Linked DNA regions of Gossypium hirsutum: region 1 is linked to region 2. The links are chromatin contacts, called in public Hi-C maps. All regions are on one chromosome and are shown on one strand. The core of a region is the stretch at or near the end of the contact, and the rest is flanking DNA. Distances in the headings are between cores, read along the strand shown.

Region 1 (6,434 bases), core at 801-3,300, 700 kb after region 2:
TACTACTACATTATCGCTCATTCATATTTCTTTTTATTTACAAAAATAATCTAATTTCTTTGAAACCTTTTAGTATTTAGTATATCTCATTACCATTAAACAAAACATAAAACTCTCTCCATATTTACAAAACATTTTATTTGACAAATCATTTAATTAATTAATTTTTTTTCATACTATAAACTAGGGGAAAGAGATTAATAATTGACTTATCATTACCCGTCAGTTTTCCTTACAGATTATCATTGTCAAACGTGTAATTCAGTGGAGTTTCAATTTAAACTGTAGACCAATTTTTTTTAAATTTATAATTTAAAATCCAGTTTTAATTTCAAAAATTTGTTCGTTCTCATTCAACCATATGATTTATTTTAATGAAAAACGAGTTTCATTCTTACACTTACTTTTAGATTTTATTTGTTGAAAAAATGTAAAATGAAGATTTTATTAATTAGAAGATTGAGGTTTATAATTCAATTAAAAAAAAACAATTCATTTTCTACTTGTTTAATCATTAGTTTTTAACATTTTTTTTAAATCAAGATGTTGATTATTAGTAGTAGTGATTAATCTTAGTCGTAAGTGTTTTTTAAAAAGGTAAAAAACTGACCATGAAATGTATTTAATTCTCATGGGTAGAGATCAAACTCTTTATCTATGTATCTATTATCTCTGGCTTTAATTGAGTTGGTGCCACTCATCAATCAAATTTTAATTTAGTTGAGAAATTACTAAAAATACATTTCTTTTCTATAAAGTAAGTTATATTATAATGAGAGCATTTTTGTCCATTTAGAATTTTATAAATCAATTAAAATTTATACACAATAAAATTTAAACAAAAAAAAACACTATAAATTTAAAATTTGCATTTCAAGTTTCAACCAAAACATCATAAACTTTTAATAAGTATATTTTGTTACATAATATTTTTTCATCTATATTATGAGTGTCATATTTTAGTTATACTTAAAATTTCTAATATAATTGGTGTCACAAATTAATTGAATTGGATTTTAAATATTGGACTTTATCATTTTAATTAAATTTTCATTTAATTTTTTATATAAATTTTTAATAATATATTCTTATGAATGTACCATAATTTAATATATATTATTTTTCAACGTCCTTAAACATACAAATGGAAAAAAAAACTCAAAAAAATTATTTTTAATTTTTTTTAGAAAATTATATTTGTTTTATGAATAGCACATAAACTAACACATTGTCAATAAATCATAAGATGTTAATTAAAAACTATTTATTTATTTATTTATTATACTTTTAAATGGTTAATTTATTTATGGATGATGCAAAATAGTATTGATTTAAATATATAAAACAAGGTAGTTTTATATCTTTTCATAATTATTCTTATGGATATTTTAACAATTTAACCAGAGGCGAAGTCAGGGGTTGGCATGCGCCCCGCCCCCCCTAAAATGTAAATTGTTCTTTTAGCCCTTAAAATGTTTTAAAAAATTTAAATTAATAAATGTAAAATTACACTTTGGCCTCCCCTAAAATTATAAAAATTCGATTTAATCCTATACAAATTATAAAGATATAAACTATAAAAAATTAAAATTTTATCTGGCCCCCTAAATATTTATTCTGGCTTCGCCCCTGAATTTAACCATTGGATTTTTCAATATATTTGTTCTTGTCATATAAGTGAACTTTTGAATCGACCAATATTTTTATTATATTGATCTAAAATATTATCTATATTAATATATATTTAGTTGTTTGAAATTTTTTTCATAAAATAAATAGTTAAAAAATTTAATTTGTGCCGAACTTAACATAGATGATTGAAGAATGAATATGACGATTGAATTGATATAATATTAATCATATAATTGTGTAAAACTATTTTATTTTACAACTATATAAATGATAATTAAATATAAAAAATATGGTTTTCTCATTTTATGCTGGGGGAGGTTCCAACTTTTATTAATTGAATTAGTTAATAAATTAAAAGGGGAAAAAAGAAAGAATAAGATAAGGTTGCATTAGTGCAACAGTGATAGTAGTAGAAAATGAAATGTTAAATTAAATACATTTGTAAGCATTGAATTTAAATTTATATTATTTTTGTTGAGAAAATAGTAGTAGTATTATTAAATTAGGGGGGGTTGGGGTGTCGTGAATGGTATGGGTAGAGATAATGGCCTATGCTAGCAGACATTTCTACAACCATATTCTTCTCATCTTCCTTTCATAGATTCTCTCAATCGTAGATGTCCATTAGTCCTACTCTTCTTATGTTCTTCTTTTCCCTCTTCAACTACAGCAGCAAAGTGTCATCTTTAGTAAATAATAAGATTACTTTGTACTAAAAATCAGCTCGAAAATTCTGTTGATAGATCTCAACAGGGTGTTGTTACAGGTGAAGTTTGGGTCTGGGGGGTCAAACAATAAAACCCACATGTTTAATTGCTGTCTTGGTGCTTGATTTTAGGAATTTAAGGATTTCCTGTCAGATTCTTTTGGCTTGAGGGAAGATTATGTTAGCTAAGTTTTTATTGATTTGATATCCAGTTTTGGAACCCTTTTGGTTTTCTGGACATTTTGGCCTAGTCTTTTTCTTGTTCTGGGATTTGGGTGGTGGTTAGAAAATTGAAACTCAGAATCTAGAGGGATTCTTTCATTCTCTCTATTTCTCTTTTTCTTTTATGGTAATTTTGAAAAATTTCCATGGTCTTCCTCAATTCAAGGTCCTATATCTTGCATTTCTCAGTTATTAGAGGGTGTAGTGCTGGATAAGATGGCATCTTTTGTTTTTTTTCTTTCCCGCACGGTTACAACACCTTCTGTCTTGTAGTCAATTTGGAGTTTGCTGGGTTTTTTTTAAAATATTTTATTCTCTTATCCCAAGGTTCTTGAGGTTTTCTGGAGATGTTGGATTTTACTAGACAGTTTTCTATAGATTTGACAATGGGTCTCTCTCTTTTCTAGCTGGAATAAACAAGCAGGTAAGACCCACTTTCAGGCTAAGGGGGGGGGTTACTGTTTGCTTAGTTAGCTGGTAATTGGTCACTGTTTCTTGGATGAGTTTGCTTCATGTATTTGGGTTTGGTTTAAAGGTGGGGCATCTGGTTTGGATGTTATGTTGCTGGATAGCATCTATGATTTCAATGAACTGGTCCATTAATGGTGAATTTAAGGACCCCAAGGCTGGTCTCCTTGGTGATAGTGGTAGCAAGATGTGGTTCAAATGTTGGGATGAAATCTCAAAGTATAGCTTCAAGATCCACCATCAGTACTACCAGTATATTGGTTCCAAGAGAGTTGGCAAGTCTTGGTGGAGAAAGCTCTTGTTTTCATGGGTAATTGGTTGGACCTTGGCTTCTATTTGGATCTTCTGTTGTATGAGCTCTCAAGCTACCGAAAAGCGCAAGGAGATGCTCGCTAGCATGTGTGATGAGAGAGCTAGGATGTTGCAGGATCAATTTAATGTCAGCATGAACCATATCCAGGCTCTCTCTATTTTGATCTCAACTTTCCACCATGGGAAATACCCATCTGCTATTGATCAGGTAATCCATATCCTCTTCTTCCAACTTTTTCTTAGCATTTTTTTTGTGCTTGATTGCGAATTGTTTAGTGTCTTCTTTGCCTTGTGCTCAAATCAAACTGTGAAATCTTGTTGCTCTTTTTTTGTTTTTTTTTTTAAATTTACTATGAAATTCAATCTAATTGCCAATTAAATTGATCTAGGTTAATCTTGGCTTCTCATTTGATGTGATTGATTGCCTGTGATTATACATTTTCAACTATAATGGTTGCTCCTGAATTTTAGATCAAATTGGAATTTTGGCAACTTGATACATGTTCCTCCTTCAGTATGTTAAGCGTGGTTATTTAACATTACACCAAAGAGATATATGTGTGTTCTAAGTTATGAATTATGATCACTTGTGTTTTATTCAACAAAGGAAACTCACTCTAAGAACCTGTAGAGGACTTTTGCGAGGTACACAGAACGAACTGCTTTTGAGAGGCCCCTCACAAGTGGGGTGGCATATGCTGTAAGGGTGCTCCACTCTGAAAGGGAACAATTTGAGAGGCAACAGGGCTGGACTATTAAGAGGATGGATACCCTTGAACAAAATCCAGTTCATAAGGATGACTATCATCCCGACTTCTTGGAACCGTCGCCAATTCAGGAAGAATATGCTCCTGTTATCTTTGCCCAGGATAGCGTTTCACATGTGGTTTCTATTGATGTGCTGTCTGGAAAGGTGAGTTTCTTTACTATTTTCTAAAAGGTTCTAGTGATTCCTTCAGTTGCCGTGGTCCATAGTGATGAAATTCACTGGAAGTTATGCTATTCCGATTTAAAGAAAATAACATAGAGGAGAAACCTTACTTTTATTAAGCATAGCAAGATTAAACCAACTAACTTTATAACTTCCTAGGTTGAAAGAATACCAAGTGTTTTCAATTTTTTAAGAGCTTGAGACTTTTTCAAGAAATAATATTGAGTCTGTTCATTACAATCTTCAGTTGTGAATCTTTAGTCTCTTGCATATCAACAGGAGGATCGTGAGAATGTATTGCGGGCAAGAAAATCAGGAAAAGGCGTGCTCACAGCTCCTTTTAGATTACTCAAAACAAATCGTCTTGGAGTTATTTTGACATTTGCAGTATACAAGAGGGATCTTCCCTCAAATGCAGCTCATAATGAGAGGATTCAAGCAACTGACGGGTATGTTTTCAGTAAAAACAAAAAAAAGTAGGCACAAATATTTAATCAATGTCTCCTTGTTTTATGCAAATATATGTGAATCCATCTTTGGAAACAAAAGCCAATCTCTTTTCAACCAGGGGTCCTTGATGTGAAGCTCCTCTTTAACAGTGCTGATAAGATGATATCTTTCATGATAGTTAAAAGATAACTTATCCTAATACCATCATTGCACAACCAGGTATCTTGGTGGAGTGTTTGATATTGAGTCACTCGTCGAGAAGCTGCTACAACAGCTTGCAAGTAAACAAACAATCCTTGTGAATGTGTTGGACACAACTAATCAGTCTTACCCGATCAGTATGTATGGCTCTAATACATCAAATGATGGGTTGGAGCATGTCAGCCACCTTAATTTTGGAGATCCTTTCAGAAAGCATGAGATGCGCTGCAGGTAATCCATAGATCTCTTATCATCTATTGATCTTGGCCCTGGAGTTCACCTTCTCTTTGATATGGACCTCTATTGTTGGTTCTTGACCAACCTCTTCTATTTCCTTATAAACAAAGTATTTTAGTAAAGTGGCCTTAGCAAGTGACATGTTGACCATTATTTAAGTTTCAACCGATATCTATAACGCATAAAGCCAATTTTTAAGAGGGTCTAAGTTCTTTAAAACATTTCAAAGATAAAGAACTTGTGTAGACATGGACTAAGCTTGGTCTTCATACAGGTTTAAACAAAAGCCACCATGGCCATGGTTAGCAATAACTACTTCGATTGGCATCCTTGTAATTGCATTACTTGTTGGATATATATTTCATGCAACTGTTAACCGAATTGCCAAGGTGGAAGATGATTGCCATAAGATGATGGAGCTAAAAAAACAGGCTGAGGCAGCTGATGTTGCCAAATCTCAGGTATATGATATGATCTGGTTTATACTTTAAGCCGATTAACCTGTTATGGACATTTGGTCCTAATTTTTGTGTGACCTTTTTGCAGTTTCTTGCTACTGTTTCCCATGAAATCAGAACTCCAATGAATGGTGTTCTGGGTGAGTCTCAAAACTTATTATTTCTCTGAAGTTATTGCAAGCATTTTATGATTATTTTTTATAGAATTAAATTAAAAGTAGAGAATACAGTTTTTGTAGCCTTGACAGTGAGATGCTTCTTTCTGCAGGAATGTTGGATATGCTTATGGACACGGATTTAGATGTTACGCAACTAGATTATGTCAGAACTGCACAAGCTAGTGGGAAGGCACTGGTTGCTCTCATAAATGAAGTTTTGGATCAGGCTAAGATTGAATCTGGTAAGCTAGAGCTCGAGGAAGTGCAGTTTGATCTACGAGCCATCTTGGATGATGTGTTGTCACTATTTTCTGGGAAGTCTCAGGACAAAGGAGTAGAGGTGAGATGCTTGTATCTTACCGACTCATCCTATTCCCTCCACCTCCTCTCCTCACTCATATGTTTCTAGTTTAACCTTCATATGGTGTTCTTCCAAGAGTCTAATGAGAAATCAATTTGTTGATGAGTGCAGTTGGCTGTTTACATCTCTGATAGAGTCCCTGATATGCTAATTGGTGATCCTGGGAGATTTAGACAAATCATCACCAATCTTATGGGAAACTCAATAAAAGTATGTGGTTGGTTCTCCTTTAATGCATATAAAACTTGTTGTGATTTGAGATTTTTTTTTCTTTAAATTTAGTGTAGTTTTATCTGGA
Region 2 (6,356 bases), core at 2,232-4,731:
GCTTTCGCTCTCTTCTTCATCCTTCTTTGAAACCAAGTTCAGTTCTCTTCTTTCTTCTTCTTCGTCACCCATTTTCTATTGCACCTCCTACCCAAAAAGTCCCTCTTAAAACCCTATCGTCTCTCACTTTTGTACTTATTTCAGGGACAATATTTGATAGTTGTTTAGAGGGTTTTCTTTCTTTCGCTTTTATGAAACCAAACTCTCGTATCGTTGCAAGAGAGCATCGATTGCTTAGGGTTTTGTTTGTTAGTTATTTTTATTTATATTCGACGTATCCTCAAATAATTTGTATTTTAAAAAAGGTTTAATGCTCAATTTAGCCTTCGAATTATGCTTATTCTCACTTTGCTACTTAAATTTTTTTATTTTAAATTGGTACTTAAACTATCATTCCGCTATTTAGTTTAATTTATTTTTCTAACAATGTTAAAAAAACGAATTACCACATTATGCCAATAAGAATAACAGCTTTTAATCAATCATAATGTGTCACGAAACACTTAGACTTATTTAAAATAAAAACATCAACTCACGATTGATCGACTTTAATTGTTCACGTGACACTGTTAAAACACGCCACATCACCTTTCTTTTTAATATTATATATAATATATTTTTTAAAATATAAAAAAATCATATATAATATATAAAATAAATCAAAAAAGTTTTAAAAAATCTAAAATATACAAATATATATTAAAATCAAAACATTATATAAAAATTGAAAATTTTTATAAAATTATATAAATGCATTCAACTTTTAAAAAATTTCAAAAGAAAACTTAAATTTTCAAAAATATATATATTCTAAAAATTTTGTCATAAATTTTATTTTTTCAAAAAACTCTAAATTTTAAATTTTCAAATATATATATCTAAATTTCCAAAATAGACAAATTTCGTCAAATATATAGTTTTAAATGTTTAGAAATATATATATTAATTTTAGAATTTAGATTTTTTTGAAAAAAAATAAATTTATGACAAATTTTCAATTTTTATATAATATTTTGATTTTTCTAAAATTTAAATTTATATATTTTAAAATTTTATTTTATTTTTAAACTTTTTTAAAAAATTTAAAAATTTTATATTATATATGATCTTTTACATTTTTAACAATATATTATATAATATTTAAAAAAAAGAAGGGTAACATGACACGTTCCATTAGCGCTACGTTGACAATTAAAGTCAGTCAATGGTAGTAAATGACTGGTTAATATTTTATTTTAAATAAACATAAGTGTCACATGGCATATTATTTGATTGGTTTAAAGGTGCCATGTGACATTTTTATTAATGTCATTTGGCAATAAAATTTTTTAACACTGTTAGAAAATAATTGGTTGAATTGGGCAACGGAATAATAATTTAACTATCAATCTGGGACAAAAAAAATTTAAGCCAAAGTAAAAAAATAGACATAGTTAGGAGGCGAAGTTGAGCATTAAGCCAAAAAAAAAAATATATATATATATATAGTTAAATTTAGAAAATAAAGGGTAAATTCCACATTTCGTCACCTAATTTTCATAAGTTTTCATTTTGGACACTAAAATAAAGTTTGCGATGTTACTATATATTTTGATCATTTTAGTCACCCATTGTTAATCTGTTATTACGTACGCTCATTTTAGTCATGCAATCTTAATAAATTTTCATTTTGATCATTTATTTTATTTTTTATTTTTTTAAAAAGAATAAAGAAAATTAATTCTAAAGAATAAATTGAGAGACCAAAATGAAAAAAAGTACTAAAATTAGTTGACTAAGGCTTCGTTTGGATGGGCGATTGACTGCGGTGAGGTGCGTTTGGCTTATTTTTTGTCTCACGTTACAGTATCACTACAGTATCTAATCTCACCGCCACCGCTGTTTTTACACTAACCGCAACTAAAAGTACCGCCCATCTAAACTCACCCTAAGACATGTATATAATGACAAATTAATGGCGGTTGAGTAAAATGATAAAAATATGTAAACACGGTGCCCCATTTTACAAATTCTTTTTCAATGTCCAAAACACATGGGTTGCATTAAATATAAAAACTTAAAAACACATGGGTTGCAAATTCTTTATGTTAGTTGGATGTAGTTTAACTAAAAAATAAAAAAACTTTAAGAAAAAAAAAAGTAAGATCTATTTTGGCAAAGCAAACATATGGGTTGCATTAAAATAATTATTTTCAAAATGGAGATTAAAACAATAATGTCATTTTGTAAGAAATTTACGATACATTTAGTTCACTGGAATAGAATAGGACTGTAATGAAATAGAGTTATAATTAATAATTCAATTGTTTAGTTGAGTAGAATAAAATAGAACTATACTAATATTCTTGTATTTGATTGAATAGAATAAATGTTATAATAGCATAAGGAAAAAAATTGAAATGATCAAAGTAACCTTAAAAGAGTTTTTTTTTATTATAATTTAATCATAATTTAATATAATTATTATTTAATATAATTATTATTAAATATAATTTAATAAAAATAAAAAAATAAAAAATATTATTAATATAATTATTTTTATTAAATTAAATTAAAATATTTTATTTTAAATTATATTTTGAAATAAAATATTTTATTAAACTATGTTAAAATATCTCAAATATTTTGTTTTTATATTTTATGAGTACAAGCTTTAAAGGAGTAATGTGGAAATTAAATTTGTTTTGTTATTCAAGATTGCATGAAATAGTCATTCTTTGGTCATACAATTAGGGGTGAGCAAAATTCGATTCAACTCAAACAAATAAAAAATAAAAAATTCGAATTTCGAGTTAAATGAATCTAGTTATTTGAATTAATTGAGTTATTCGAGTAAACTCGAATTTTTTTCGAATTTCGAGTTCAAATCAAGTTTGATTTTTGAATTTGAATAACTCAAATAATTTTAATAAACTGAATATCAAACTATAATAATTTACATTATTACCCCAAACTCCTAAATCTCTTCACTTTCCTTCCAAAACTTTTACTTTCTCCCACTTTTCCCCCATAATTTTTGCTCCCTTCCCATCCCACCCCACCCCCTTCTACCCCAAACCCATTCTCCCCCCTTTTAATATTTCTCTCCCCAAATTTAACTTCGGTTCGAATTCCATCTCACTCGACTCGATTCGAAAAAATTTTGAACCGAGTTAGGATGATAAAATATGAATCATTAACTCGAAAATTTTTTCATTCGATTCGATCGAACGCTCACCTATGGAAGGACAAAAAATGAGGATGATTAGTGCTATTCTATTCCCTTCAACCAAACACGGTATTAATGATTGAAGTTTCATCCTGTTACTGTAGTAATCGATTCATTCGATTTTAATGGAATCCTTCATTTTGATGCACATATTTCGTAGTTGTCATCTCTAAGATTGAGTTTGTCCCTTTTGACACGGCTGGATTGTGGGGTATTTTCCACAACCACTTAAAAGCATAAATAAAGGTCAAGCATGTTGTTGTCTTACCCATCTGGGGCCTAATTAAAAATGGGTTTCTTACTTGCTATGAACTTTCCATGTTATCCTCCTCATAGATTATTTTAATCATTAAACTAGACTTGATAACATAGCCAGCTAATCTAATTTGAAAATGAAATTGATGTCAACCCTTTGTATTTATGGCTAAACTGCTTACCAGATCAACAAAAGGTTTGCATTTTAACCATTGCTGCTGTTAGTGTTTTACGAGAAGAGAAGAATGGCAGAAGCAGGTTTGTTCAACATAGCTGATGGGATCCTGGGAAAGATAGGCAACCTTGCCCTCCAGGAAATGGGATTGGTGTGGGGTGCCAAAGAACAGCTTGAGAAACTGAAAAACACAGTTTCCACCATTAAAGCTGTACTTTTGGATGCAGAGGATCAGCATGCCAAGAGCCATGAGGTTAGGGATTGGCTTGGAAAGCTTAAAGATGCAGTTTATGATGCAGATGACCTGTTGGATGATTTTTCAACTCATGTTCTGAAACGTCAACAGGGGAAAAGGGGAAAACAGGTAAGCTTTCTATTCTCAAAAGTTAGTCAAGTAGCTTACAATCTTAAGGTAAGTCATCAAATCGAGGCCATTAGGGAGAGATTAGATGCAATAGCTGCTGATAAAATTAAATACCACTTTACGGACCGATCCCCTATAAGCATACCACTTGTAAATGTTGAGAGGAAGCAGACACATTCGTTTGTCCGAAAGGAAGATGTAGTTGGGAGACAAGGTGACAAAGATGCCATCATGAAAAGGTTGTTGGAGAGTAATGGCGTTGACAATGTTTCAGTGATACCAATAGTTGGGATAGGGGGACAAGGCAAGACCACTCTAGCTCAACTAGCGTACAATGATGAGAGAACTGTGAAGCATTTTGAGTTGAGGATGTGGGTGTGTGTTTCCGATGTTTTTGATGTGAAAATGATAGTTGGGAAGATTTTGGAGTCTGCTACTAGTTCCAAGTATGAAAGTCTTGAGATGGATTCCTTGCAAACTCACCTTCGTAAAAGGATCGATGGCCGGAAATACTTACTTGTGTTAGACGATATGTGGAATGATAGTCGGGAGAGGTGGCTGAATTTGGCAGATTTGTTGATGAATGGTGCAAGGGGGAGTAAGATAATTGTCACTACACGTGCTCAACTGGTTGCTTCCATTACAGGCACAAGCCAGCCTTACCTGTTGGAAGGCCTTCCAGAAGACATGTCGTGGTCCTTGTTCGAAAAAGTGGCATTTAAAGAAAGCAAAGAGCCAAACGATTCAAGATTAGTAGCAATTGGGAAGGATATTGTCAAAAAATGTGCCGGTAATCCCCTCGTGATAAGGACCATAGGTGGCGTTCTTTATACCAAAGATACTGAAACCGAGTGGCTCTCTTTAAAAGAGAGGCAATTGTCAATGGTAACTCGAAACGAAGATGATGTATTATCTGTACTGAAGTTAAGCTATGAACAACTGCCATCCTATTTAAAACAGTGCTTTGCTTACTGTTCATTGTTTCCTAAGGACTATGAGATAAACAGGCAAATGCTGATTTCACTTTGGATTGCGGAAGGGTTTATACAATCATTGCAGGGAATTCAATGCCTCGAGGAATTGGGGGACCAGTATTTCATGGATCTCCTCAGGCGGTCCTTTTTTCAAGATGTGGAATATGATGAATGGGGCAATGTAATAAGTTGCAAACTGCATGACCTCATGCATGACCTTGCTCAATTAATTGCAGGGAGTGACTGCTCCATGGTAGATCTGGATTGTGAAAACATATCTGAAAGAACTCGTCATGTGTCATTGAGTGCCGAATTAGATTCATCCTGGAAAATCCCAACCACTTTGCTCAACGCAAACAAAATACGGACATTTCTTCTTCCAATGCAACCTATTCATCGTGTAGTTTTGGACAAGGTTGATCATGAAGCAATCATTTCAAGTTTTAGGCTTATGCGTGTATTGGATCTACACAATACCGGGCTTAACATCCTGCCGAGGATCATTGGTAAGTTGAAACATTTGAGGTATCTTGATCTCTCCAAGAATGAAGTCATCAGAAAACTCCCAAGTTCCATTACTGAGTTGCTTAATTTGCAGACACTAAAAATCTATTCTTGTAAGAGATTAGAACAGCTTCCGAGAAAATTAAGTAACATGATTAGTCTTAAGCATCTTGAAACTGGTCAATGTACTGGTTTGACACATATGCCATCTGGGATTGGGCAGCTAACTTCGCTTCAAACATTAACACGATTTGTAGTAGGCACGAGTTCCTTCGAAATGGCCAGTGGAGGTCTAAGGGAACTGAAAGACCTAAATGAGCTGAGGGGAGAACTAATGATAGCAAAGCTGGAAAATTTGAGAAATGTTGCAGCAGAATGCAAGGAAGCAAACTTGAAGGAGAAACAACACCTTGAGGTGTTGACTTTAGATTGGAGCCGAGAAGTTAATAATCATGTAAGTTTTGAAGAAGATGAAGCATTGTTGGAAGGCCTGCAGCCACATTCAAATCTTCAAGAGTTTCACATTTATGGATATAGAGCTGAAAGGTTCCCAAAGTGGATGAGCTTTGACATGGCTTTGCTAGTCCCAAACTTACTTGAAATCACCATATGGAATTGTATTAAATGCATACATCTCCCGTTGTTCAGTCGGCTTCCCAAGCTTAAGGTGCTCAGGCTTGAAGTGATAACTGCTGTCGAATACATTGAAGATAGCAGTGCCGAGTCTTCATCTTTCTCATTCAAGGGAAATCCAATGAATAGAGGAAGAGAAGGTAAAGAATTCTTCCCTTGCCTAGAAGAATTAGTGTTTTTTGACTTGCGAAATCTGAAGGGATGGTGGGGGGAAGCCCCTCCTGTTACCAATTATAATCATGG

What was found. A called contact is a pair of places that touch in the nucleus more often than the background predicts.
Region 1: a Hi-C map of leaf shows a contact between it and region 2, with 2.5 times the contacts expected there. The contact joins the promoter of LOC107886429 here to the promoter of LOC107942777 in region 2. A contact is called at or near these places in 4 of 34 Hi-C or Micro-C datasets (callus and leaf).

Annotation. Positions count from the first base shown.
Region 1 is chrA03:76,405,903-76,412,336 of Gossypium_hirsutum_v2.1, forward strand. LOC107886429 (histidine kinase 3) reads left to right here and starts at 2,051. Exons shown (of 12, transcript XM_016810386.2): 1 at 2,051-3,548; 2 at 3,972-4,253; 3 at 4,551-4,720; 4 at 4,941-5,153; 5 at 5,434-5,620; 6 at 5,706-5,757; 7 at 5,886-6,115; 8 at 6,248-6,346. The coding sequence starts at 3,060.
Region 2 is chrA03:75,702,786-75,709,141 of Gossypium_hirsutum_v2.1, forward strand. It overlaps LOC107942777 (putative disease resistance protein RGA3), which reads left to right and starts at 3,482. Exons shown (of 1, transcript XM_016876495.2): 1 at 3,482-6,356. The coding sequence starts at 3,709. It overlaps LOC107942780, which reads right to left and starts at 238. Exons shown (of 8, transcript XM_016876500.2): 1 at 1-238. The coding sequence starts at 72.